Linked DNA regions of Zea mays: region 1 is linked to region 2. Evidence: chromatin contacts called from public Hi-C data. All regions are on one chromosome and are shown on one strand. The core of a region is the stretch at or near the end of the contact, and the rest is flanking DNA. Distances in the headings are between cores, read along the strand shown.

Region 1 (6,187 bases), core at 1,137-3,636, 270 kb before region 2:
TGGTATTCAAGTTGATCATTGGATTACTTGAAAGGAGTTGAGTGCAACTCTCATCCATTGGGACGCCACAACGTGGACTAGGCAAGTATTGTACTTGGCCGAACCACGGGATAAATCCTTGTGTCTCTTGTGCTTGTTCTCACTGTGTCAATTGTGGTTCACAAGAGCTCTCTTTAGCCACTTGATTTCATTGTACTAACACTTAATCAACTTTGTGGCTTTAAGTTTCAAGTTTTTACAGGATCACTTATTCACCCCCCTCTAGGTGCTCTCAGTTTCGGACGACAACTGAGACGCGATACAAAAGGCCCGAGGACGTGAGTGTCATAGTGTATCGGCGGATGCGGCGGAGAGGCCCAAGGCTGGGAGCACCAGAAGCTGGAGTGGGGAGTTGGGACCAAGAGGAAGCGTGGGGGGGACTTATGGAGATGGGGAGCATGGCTAGGGTTTCCCGACTGGGTTGTTGGTTGGCCGGGCCTAGGCTCACAAGGTCTTGGACCATGGTTGATTACGAAGAAATATAAGTTTTTTTGCAAGAGTTGATGACGGTGGTGATATTATATAGTAAAAGAGGTATATATATTAAAATATGTTTTTTCACTTAATATTCCCTTTGTTTTTGTATACTTGTTCATTTTGCCCCGTTTTCATTTCCGACTATTATGAACTCGATCTGTTCCCGGTAAAAAAAACTACAAAAACAGAACACCCATTAGAGCATTTCCAAGAGACTAGTTAAATAGCTCGTCAAGTTAAATTTTGGCTACTTAACACCAAAATAACTTTCTAATAACATACTAACCATCCGACTCTCTAAATTGGATCCCTCTTTAGTCAAATTTGGCTAGCTGACTTGCCAAGTGTGGGATGATGTGTACCCCACATGTCGGTGTGTGGAGAATGTAGTTAGAGAATGAGAATTGGATCCCTCTTTAGTCAAATTTGGCTAGCTGACTTGCCAAGTGTGGGATGATGTGTACCCCACATGTCGTTGTGTGGAGAATGTAGTTAGAGAATGAGAAATAGAGGATATGTTGGGATTAGATGCTATTTAAAATGTAATTTTTATGGAGAGATAAATAAAGAGTGAAATAAAGAGTAAAAAATGGAGAGTCACTTGATGATCTCTTACCGTACGACTTCGTTCTGGTACACTGGCGCCAGGATAGTCCATATGACCATATCGACCAAAGTTGAACGCCCACTACTCATGCCCGGACTTTACCTACCCTTCCACCTAGGGATGGCAGCAGGTCGGATTATGTTTGGGTATAGTAATACCTGACCCGATGTTGTCCCCCGAGTCTTCTACAAATATCCATATCCACCAAGCCAATCGGACGAGAAACTGTACCTGTATCCGTACCCACCGGGTACCGTCGGGTATCGGATATCCGGTGGATATGTTTTTTAGACTACATAACATTTAATTATTGTTATAATAAATGTTAAAATAATTAAGTTTTCATCTAATCAACTATGCAACACTGAGAAAGACAATATTTGACTAATCGGAGGAAACTTGAAGAAAAAGGGACACTGAGGGAAGTTGGAAGGATCATCGGAGGGCGCAGTCAGGGTCACGGGTAGCCGAAGATCGAGCGCGAGACGCTGGAGATCGATCGAGACGCCGGAGTCGGAGGAAGCTTGGGCGGGCTGGGGCGCAGGGTGACGCATGTAGATCCTCGGCGGGGCTGGACGACGTGGTTGCACACTCGCACAATGTCGAATCATGGGCGGGGCAGGGTGCGGTGGTACGGTGAGGTTGCTCAAATATAGAGCTGGTACTCGAGAGGACAGGAGATGAATGGAATTAGAGATAGTGTGGTCGGGTGAGAGTTATGGTTTTTTGGCTCCATCTTTTCATGGGCTTTAAATTTTAGTAAATATAGCCCATTTAAGAATTGATATCTCGAGTATCCACTGGATACTACGGGTAAAATATTATACTCGTACACTATCCAATGTATTTCGATATCCGATCCGAAAGGACGCGTGGATATTTTTTTTACTGATATCCATATTGATCGGGTATTCGTACCCACGGTCTAACTGCCATCCCTACTTCCACACAGCCTCGCCATCCGCGCCAATTCCGGCGCGTTTCTCTGCTCCTCCGCGTCGCCCATGCCGCGGCGCCAACGGATAACACGGGCCGGCCCCTTCTGTGCGACTCCGCGTTAACCGAAAAAAAGATATTATTATATCACATCTCAAGGAAAATGATCATATACACAACGAACACTCCGTTTCTCTCTCTACGACCAAATATCCGATTAACCCCTCTCATATTTTCCCTACCTTCACTGTCCTCCTGGGAAGAAATAGACGGACGGATAGCCCACAGAACGCACGCGCTACCTTTTCTCTCTCTACGACCTTCCCCTTACCTATTCGCCGTCCCTCTCTCCTGCTGCCCTCCCCCCGCCGCCGCCCTACGGCCCACCCCGCCGACGCGCCACCTCCGTATCTCTCTTCCCCGCCTACGCGGGCGGCGGATCTCCGGATCCGCGCGGGGGAGGGAGATCTGGATTGGATGGTCCTCTCCGGCCGCGGCTAGTCCGGCCTGATCTGATCCGACCCGTCCCGGCGGCGCAGTCCGGGCAGGTTGTCTGGGAAATTTCGGACTCGGGCGGTGTTGATCCCGGGGAGAGGTCGTGCCTCGCTCGATCTCCGCATAAAAGCTGTGATTTTGTGGCGGCGCGGCTGCGAGTTACCGGGATTTTCCCAGGGTTTCCGGCGGCCGATCCGCGCTAGTTACGCTATTCTGTTCCGTCAGGGCGGCCTCGTGTTGGGGGCTCGTTTATTTGCCGCGTCCCGGAGGAGGGTTTTGTGTTCTTCTGTCGTTGGCTCCATGGCCAGCGGCTCTGATGCCCCGAAGCAGTATGGAATAACCAAGCCGTTGTCGTTGCTCGGACCGGTGGAGGCCGACCTCCAGAGGACGGAGGAGCTAGAGAAGGTTTGTAATTGATTCAGTTTCATGCCCACAAGTATTGTCTCAATTCTGCGCCTGACGATTTCACATTCTGTCTCAGATTGATATTGTAGTATCTGTTACAGCTACAGTTTTTATGTTGTTGATTCGCAGTTCTTGCTCGAGTCGGGTCTCTATGAGAGCCCTGACGAATCTGCTAGGCGGGAGGAGGTGCTGGGGAAGCTTGACCAGGTAGCTTTCCTTGTTGCCACACGTGTTCTTAATGCACAACATGCCCATGGTTGTCACTTTGCTCAACACATCACTATCCTTCCCTAAGCATGTTCTTTGGGCATTTGCAGATTGTAAAAGACTGGGTAAAACAATTGACTAGTCAGAGAGGATACACTGATCAAATGGTTGAAGAGGCAAATGCTGTACTCTTCACCTTTGGCTCATACCGTCTTGGGGTAATTTTTACCACTTCCCTCTTACTGGCTGCACCTCTTTTGCTCTGTCACCCATCTTTTGTTCATCCATTAGTGGAATCGTGATGGACTGATGTGTACACTTTATATAGTCTTTGTACTTTTGAATTGTGTTTCTATATAGTTTTGATTTGATGCTCCTTTAACAGTGTCCGTGCCCTATTAAAACACAACAATGGAATTTCTTGTACTTGAGGACTAGTTGCAAGTTACAACTGATATGGAAACAGTCTAAATGTTGGGAAGTGGGATTTATGTGGTGTAGGAGTGATGGCATTTATCCAAACCTGCTCTTTTGAGAACGCAATTTAATGAGATAAGAGTCACATTTTTAAAAAAGTAAATTTGCCGACAAGTATCCAACTTAACATGAAGTTCTGCAACTTGTCATGCTACCTTGTGATATGAAGCATGTGCTGGTTGAGAATAAATTTGAGTTTCTGAAGACCTAAACATTGTCCTTGTTAAGCCAACGTATAAATTCAGAATATGCATTCCATAGGGAAATGTGGTTGAGATGAGGCATGTTCGGTTCTTGCACAACAATGTTCCTCATTCATCATTGGCCATAGTTCGAGTTTAATGGTCATGCTCATATCTGGTGGCCGCTAGCCTGGTTTGTATAGATACCTTGATGACCATATTTCATATCACTCTGTTGTGTCACATTGCTGTCAATTAGAAACTGGATCCAAGCTGAATCTTTTGGACGTAGTCATGCTGCTGTCAGATACATAGTGACAAGTGGTAACAAACCATTAATTGCTGGTAACAGCTTCTATAGCCAGTAATAGGTGATTTAAAGTTCTGGTGTGACCTTGTGATTCTAACAAGTATTAGGCCACACAAACACATCTTTTGGGATTTTATAGGTGTGTAGAAACAGGATTAGGTCATCGGACTAGCTCTGTATAAAATCAGGATTGTATTGTAATTTGATATTTGGATTTTCATGATGCTTCTCATCACAAGGCTAGAAGGGCAGGCTTGGTGTAGTGGTGAGAGCTGTCCCACTGTGTCACCAGGTTACGGATTTGAAGCAGCCTTTCTGTATTTGCAACGTCGGTTTATCCCTTCCTCTGGCATTGGGTCTGCCCTTTTTTCTGATTACAAGGCTTTGTCTGTAGAAAATATATAAATTACGTGGGCCTGAACATTTTTTTCTGTAATCCTGCTTTGTGAAAAAAATTCTTAGTACTTATTTCACATAATAATTTGTTTTTTATTTGTATTTCACCTTTGTAGGTTCATGGACCTGGAGCTGATATTGATACCCTCTGTGTTGGACCTTCATATGTGAACCGTGAGGTGATTTTTTTGTTCTGTTATGTTACACAATCGGTGTGGTGGTTTATGTATTAGAGACAGGACTTTACTAACATATGATTTGTTGGCAGGAAGATTTTTTTATTGTACTGCATGGGATATTAGCACAAACAGAGGATGTGACCGAGCTGCAGCCTGTACCTGATGCACATGTCCCTGTTATGAAATTCAAGTTCCATGGAATATCTATTGACCTTCTTTATGCCAGTGTCTCCCTCTTAGTAGTACCAGCTGTAAGTTTCTTACTAGATGTTTTGCCCATTTAATCAATTGTTTAACTGTTCAACTTCGACAGCTTATTTCATGAGGTGTTTGAACTTGTAGTATCATAAAGATTTTTATTTTCAGCTGTTCTTTTAGTGTGACACAGAATACATCCCTTTGTATAAAACATGGTACATGGCAGTGTTTTGTTATGTCTACAGGCGTCGTTCCTACTTTAGAACAATGCATTTGGTGAGGAATTCCTATGACTCACTAGGTGTGTTGGTTGTGTTTATAGCATGGGTAGAATGTCAGAGGTTCCATCGTACAGGCCTGTGCTTGCCATATCAAATCAGTCTTCCTTTCGCTTCAGTTTTAAATTGCAAATTACTTGTATCCTGGTAAAAATCTGATTTTGTTGCTATCTTTTAAAGTTTGTTAGAATGCCTTCTATCTATCTATTTTGTAGTCATCATGGTATACATTTATCGTTCTGTTACCCCTGGTTGCACTGTCTTTTGTTTCTCTGCTGTAGTGAGGTATCTAGTGGGAACTTTTCATTCTAGATATTCCTGAACTTCGTTTTTTGCAATACTATTTTTGTGACTTTGAGATGCATTTGTATACAAGTTCTTCACCATCAGCCTTGATTCATTAGGACAAACAGGTTAATTTTACAAACATCAATGCAGAATTCCCTCTGCTGTTGATTTTGCCAAATCTTTAGTTTCTTTGTTGTGTCCTTAAATGTATGCATAAAGGTTTACATGTTTGTCCTGCATCATGCCGTATTATGCCATTTTATTCCGAGAGATACATATCTAGTTAACGTGCTACTGCAGGACTTGGATATCTCCCAAGGATCAGTGCTTTATGATGTTGATGAAGCTACTGTCCGTAGTCTTAATGGGTGCAGAGTAGCAGACCAAATCATTAGACTTGTTCCAAATTTTGAGGTTGACTTGAGGAATCAGATACACATGTTTTGTTTTCTCAACTGTCTGTTTCCTCTACAGTATCTGAACGTTTTAATTCTATGCGTATTTTCTTACAGAATTTTCGCACGGCATTAAGATGTTTGAAGTACTGGGCAAAAAGGAGAGGTGTTTACTCTAATGTAAGTTTTTGCTACAAGTACGCTTGGCTAACTTCCTCTTCAACTTTTTATGATATCCAATCATTTGTTTTGCCAGGTTACTGGCTTTCTTGGTGGTGTCAACTGGGCTTTACTGGTTGCGCGTGTCTGCCAGCTCTA
Region 2 (5,935 bases), core at 2,644-5,143:
ACAGAGGACAGTCAAGCTGTCCTCTAGATGCTAAAGGACTACAGAGGACAGTGAGTTGGAACAATTTTTCTGTTTATTTCCTCAAGCACTACACAATGTCATACCCATCTAAGGGTTAGAGACCTATATTTATAGCCCTAGAGGCTGCACTATAACACCTTCTCACACACACTACACAACAGGATTGTCCTCTAGATGCTAAAGAGTCTACAGAGGACAGTCAAAAAGCGACTGCTGTCCTCTAGATGCTAAAGAGACTACAGAGGACAGTCAAGCTGTCCTCTAGATGCTAAATGACTACAGAGGACAGTCAAAAGCGACTGTTGTCCTCTAGATGCTAAAGGGACTACAGAGGACAGTCAAAAGTGACTGTTGTCCTCTAGATGCTAAAGGGACTACAGAGGACAGTCAAAAAGCGACTGCTGTCCTCTAGATGCTAAAGAGACTACAGAGGACAGTCAAGTTGTCCTCTAGATGCTAAAGGACTACAGAGGACAGTCAAAAGCGACTGCTGTCCTCTAGATGTTCAAGACTTATTCCATCATCTAGTTTACAGCAGATGAATTGGGCCCTTAGATTACGTTGGTTGTGGCTTCAAAGGACATACCAGAATAGGTTGTGGGCATCCTTCAAATTCCAAGTGCATCCATCTATCCAAGCCTTTTTTTCTCAATGGCAACCATCTCAGAAGTGGGGAATGGAAAGAATACTCTGTTTTGGATGGATAAGTGGATACATGGCCAAAATATGCAGCAAATAGCACCTCACTTATTCTGGTTGATCTCTGCAAAGGCCAAAAAATATTGTGTTTGATGCTCTATCAGGCAGGCAATGGGTACATAACATAAGAGGAGCTGTTACAGTAACAGTTCTGGCAGAATTTTAAAGGTTCAGGACATTCTTGAAGATTGGTCCCTATATCCTGAACAAGAATACAATCATGTTTGGCAGCTCTTCAATTCTAAAGTATACTCCGCCAATCGACATATGAGGAACTATTTATTGGATCAACACAGTTCAGACGGTGGGAGAGGATATGGAAGAGCTGGGCTCTAGGAAAATGCAAATTTTCATGTGGCTTGTGGCGCATGGCAGATGTTGGACTGCAGGCCGACTTGCAAAAAAAGGCTTGCCTCATCCACATAAATGTCCGTTGTGTCATCAAGAGGAGACACTGAATCATCTGCTTGTCTCTTGTGTTTTCTCCCAGCAAGCATGGTTCAGCACCTCAGGATTTTTGGCCTGCAGCACCTCTCCTCCCATTGCAACAGCTCCTTTGATGAATGGTGGGACAAGGAGATTGCTGGATCAATGCTAAAAGGACTTAATTTCATAATCATTTTGTGAGCTTGGGCCATTTGGAAACACCGCAATCACTGTGTTTTCAATGGCATTAATCCTAGCATAATTGAGGTCCTCAATTCAGTCAAGGATGAGATTACTTTGGACTTTAGCTGGAGCCCGTTGTGTGGCTAACATCCTAACGCTCCAATAGTCCAATGAGTGATTTCCTTTGGGTCCAATTGGTAAGGGTCTAGTTTTCTTTTCTATGTAATCAGATCAGGTCTTGTAGGGTCATGTGTTGTTGTCTAGGTTTTATTAGACCCCTTCCTATGTATTCAGGTTTGGTGTGGAGTGCAGTTGTATGAAGTTTCTTTAGACCTCTTTTATTCTTCTTTTTAATATAATGATACACACGTATATGTGAAAAAAGCCATGCTGATACTAAATCTTCTAACTCAGGAATGGTATAATTCATATGGATACTGAAGCTTTGTTCGGTTGGTCGAAAAAATATTCATATGATTTATTACACCTACTTCTGGTGAAAACAACCACCAGTGTTGGCCTGTCGTTGATAGTGCAAAGACTGATTTCAAACGGAAACGGATTGCTTTCATGCAGGCTCGTTCGTGGCCCATGTCGCAGCATGGCAGCACAGCTGAGCGAAAATTCGGTTCACTGCTGAGATAAGCAATGCAGATATACAAAAACGTCATTTTTCAGAATTAACAACACTAACACAGTTGCCACACATTGTTTTTACACAAGTTCAAAGGAATATAAACATACTGCTTGTCACTTGTCAGTATCAGTTCATCACTGAGAAGGTTCTTTTTTGACGTGGTTATCAATCATCATCTTCCTCATCGTCAAATTCCTCCTCTTCATCGCTCAGCTCTTCTGCAGGCTCGTCATCCTCGTCGTTAACTAAAAAACCTCCCAGAGTCTCATCTTGCTCATCCTCAGTGCCGTCATCTTCGTCGATACTTCTGCCACTTCCAGTCTTCGAGTTTTCCCTACTATATTTTTCTGAGCTTTTAGATCTTGTCGCATACTTTGGTCTCTTCACACTGGTAACTCTTCCCGTGGACTCTTTTTCATCCTCACTCTCACCAGTCCAGTCTTCATCTTCGCCTTCTCCATCTTTCTTCTTCTTGTTCCATCCCAGAACTTTCGATCTAGATCTCCTCTTGCCGCTAGCTTCATCGTCAGAGGTCCTCTTTGCTTCCTCTAGGAACCAATTCCAATCCTTTGGAGCACGAATCCTTCCCTTCGGGTAACTGTCGAATTCATGGCCCATCGACAAGAACCCAAATTCTGCATAGAAAACCATATTTGCCGCTCAATTAAACAGAAACGTATTGCAGACAAGAAGACGCCAGAAACATATTTTAACAGTAATGCCTATTCCTAGCAACAGCCAACAAGGGAATATAAGCGCACCAGAAAATTACTAATGCTCAAGTAAGATACTAATGAGGAGCATTGACTGGTAGTGAGTAGTCCATTACCGGAGTTCTACAATTAACCATATGAAATATTTTTGTTTTGTGCACCGATGGTCATGCAAATCATGTATATGTATAGGAATGGAATCCTTCAGCGCTATCGTGTGCCTATTGGTTTCCAACAAATAAGAGTAAACACTATTCCTGTTGGCTGTTGCACTTGCACCCCACATGAGCGCAAGTTTAGAAATCGACAAGACAGCCCAAGTATTCTGGATCTATCATCAGCTAACAAAAGCAGAGCACAGAGGGCAAAGCTGAAACCCGGTTCATTGGAAGCTACACACTCCAATGTGACCTACATTGAGCGCAGTATCAATTCATACTTAGTCAAATATTGCTAAAAAAGCTATGCAAATAGTAGAATTCAACTTTGCAGTGGAATGTGGAAAATTGTCATTTTCACCCTTCCCGGAAATGCAGAAAAGAACAGAAGGTCACCTCGAACTGGATCTATGGCTGCTAAATCAATGTCGAAACCCTCCACATCAGAGTCCACGGCTGCCCCTTCTTCCTCTTCGGTGACCTCCATGGTCTCCTCCGCAACACGCCTCTCCCTCTCCCTCTCCTTCCGCTCCCGCGTACGCCTCTCCCGCCTCGCCACCGCATCAAGCACGGCGGGTTCCACGTCCACATCCGCGTCCCCGTCGCCGTTCCCCTCCCTCGCCCGCACCGCCCAGAACGCAGGAGCCTTGAGCGACAGCGACAGCGCGTCCCCGGCGCGGAGCTCGCCCTTCTCCCCGCGGCGGAACACCCTGCTGGTTCCACTTCCGCCTCCGCCTCCGCCGTCAGGGGAGCGGACGACGACGGGGTTCCTGCCCACGACCTCGAATGCGATCCCGTCGCCGACACCGAGAAGGCGGAGGGACACGTGGCGGCGCGAGACGGTGCGGTCCTGAGAGGGTCCGCCGCTGCCGCCCAGGTCCCCGCGGCCTAGTTCGGCCGTCGGGGAGTCAACGGAGAGGGACACCGCTCTTGTTCCGTTTCCGCCGCTGCCCGCGGCTTCGAGCTCCAGGTCCATGGCGCGGAGAGCCCGGGGAGGCCAGAGGGAGAGGAGTTATTTGAGTGTGTAATACTCTAGTCGCGTGTGGCTTCGCCACTATAATACTCGCCAGCTGCGCATTACCAATTTGGTATTATGCAGCACATATCCACACCATATTAAGACTGTTATTCTTTGTTACCGTCCATAAGCTGTGGTAAAAGTCAAGTTTATCCCTGCTTTAACCACGACGTAGGTGAAAACCTAACGCGTCTTTCCCTTCCGGCTCTTCCATTCCACGGCGCCACCTCTCTGTTCCGAGTACTCCTCTGTTCCTCCGACGAGAGGGAAGAAACTCAGAAGGTAGATCAGCAGTGGTAGTTTCCCTTCTACTTACTTGCGTACTTGCTTGCTCCATCGCTACTGCTGCTTATTCAAGTGCGTGTGTGCAGAACCGCGGGTGAGTACTCCTCTTCAAACGATGGCGACTCCGACGAGAGGGAAGAAACGGCTGGTTGTCGATGTCGAGGTCGACAGTGAGGCCGAAGTGGCTTCCGCCTTCAGTCGATTGTCCGTGTCAATCGTTGCCAAGCGTACAGGCGACAGTTGCGGCAAGGAGCACTCCCCCAGCAAGGACCTCATCTGCGCGGCCACCTCAGGTACGTGGTACACTCAGGAAACTCACCAGCAGCAGACCCCTGTAAGCTTCTGTCGTCAAGCAGCAAACCCCCGCCGCGGCAGCCACATAGTAGTGCCATTCACTCCCCAGCAGCAGACCACTTGTGTCGTCAACCAGTGCTCGGCACCTCGTTCAGTGTCGGTAAGGCAGCCCTTCCACCTATTATACGGTTGTACTATGTTCAATACGAGTAACAAAGCTCGGAACAATTCCAACAACATTCTTTGTGGTTTCGCAGATAACCCGATTTGAAACAGTTCGTAGTGACCTCGCTCAGGCCATTGCAAAGATGCTTGCAGTTGGAAAGGAGTTGAAAGATTTGGCCGAAGATGAGATTATGGCTTCGCCAGACATGGCCAAAGAGGTGTCAGTGAACTTTGCAATGTGGCGCGTGTATGAGCTTGCTCAGTCACTTGAGGACGAAGCACAACGTTTAGAAGATCTCGAAGCTGGTCCGTCACCACCATTATCTGAGTGTTTCAACAACCAATTTGCTGAAGATGAAGATATGGGTGGTGGGGAATGGGCACTGGATGATGTCAATTCTGAAGAGATTGACAATGCTAGCGATGCAACCCATGAGCTGGTGGGTGTTGTTGTCTTTCGACGACCACTAGAAGTGCATGTGTGCTGATCCACGATAACTGTAACCTGCACAAAAAAATGTATCATTGTCAGCTTCCCTATTTATCACTAGAAGTGCATGTGTGCTAAAACATTACTCACAACGATTGTCGGAGACCCCGCATTTTGTAGCATTGCATTGATTCTCCATGGACAATCACCTCCTTTGCAATATGCTCGATATCTGAACGGTGAGCTTGACTCAATTCCTAACTCAAACTCATTATTAATTGTATACTGTCTGATAGCCAGTCTGAATTATTTCATATCCTTGTACAGACTACCAATGTTCATTATTGGATTAGATCTGTTGCAAACAAATACCCTTTCTTGCGGTATGCAATCAGTGCAGGGCAATGCACCCGTTTCATCATCAAATTCATCGCTTCGGCGAACACCAAATGGGGTAAAAGCATCTTGCCTTTCCGTAGTTTCACGTTCATTTTCTGCTAACAATCCTAACCGATCATACATCACTGACTCAGAGGCAGTCTCTTGTTCGCCTTCTTCCTCCCATCTGTCATCAATCTGTATTGCCCCCCAATCAATTTCTAAAACCTGAAACCGGGATAAGACATCTATGAAGTTCTCGGCGCAGGTACATCAGACAATACACTGCTGAACAATAAACTGCTGGATATTAGAAGCAAACCTCCATTCTATGTTCATCCCCTAACAGAAAATCTTGGGGATCCGACAAATCCGAGCTCCTAACAGGTAGATCCTGCCTTTGCACAGGAGAAATCGTGGGGAGGGAAGGATGGGGTGGCTCACTTTCATCGCCGGGAGATGAATCCGGGGACTGGGCACGGTTTTCTACCTCCATGCAGTTGCAGACGAGGTTGCAGACGATGGTTG

The links. Hi-C and Micro-C count contacts between places; a contact is called where the count stands out from the background.
Region 1: a Hi-C map of endosperm shows a contact between it and region 2, with 1.9 times the contacts expected there. The contact joins the promoter of LOC100382126 here to the promoter of LOC103629815 in region 2. A contact is called at or near these places in 3 of 25 Hi-C or Micro-C datasets (bundle sheath, endosperm and leaf).

The regions. Positions count from the first base shown.
Region 1 is chr6:115,043,775-115,049,961 of Zm-B73-REFERENCE-NAM-5.0, reverse strand. LOC100382126 reads left to right here and starts at 2,386. Exons shown (of 12, transcript NM_001174887.1): 1 at 2,386-2,959; 2 at 3,089-3,166; 3 at 3,277-3,384; 4 at 4,648-4,710; 5 at 4,800-4,961; 6 at 5,775-5,888; 7 at 5,987-6,049; 8 at 6,126-6,187. The coding sequence starts at 2,855.
Region 2 is chr6:114,775,539-114,781,473 of Zm-B73-REFERENCE-NAM-5.0, reverse strand. It overlaps LOC103629815 (ATP-dependent RNA helicase drs1), which reads right to left and starts at 3,893. Exons shown (of 2, transcript XM_008650916.4): 1 at 3,234-3,893; 2 at 1,875-2,601. The coding sequence starts at 3,813. The coding sequence ends at 2,132.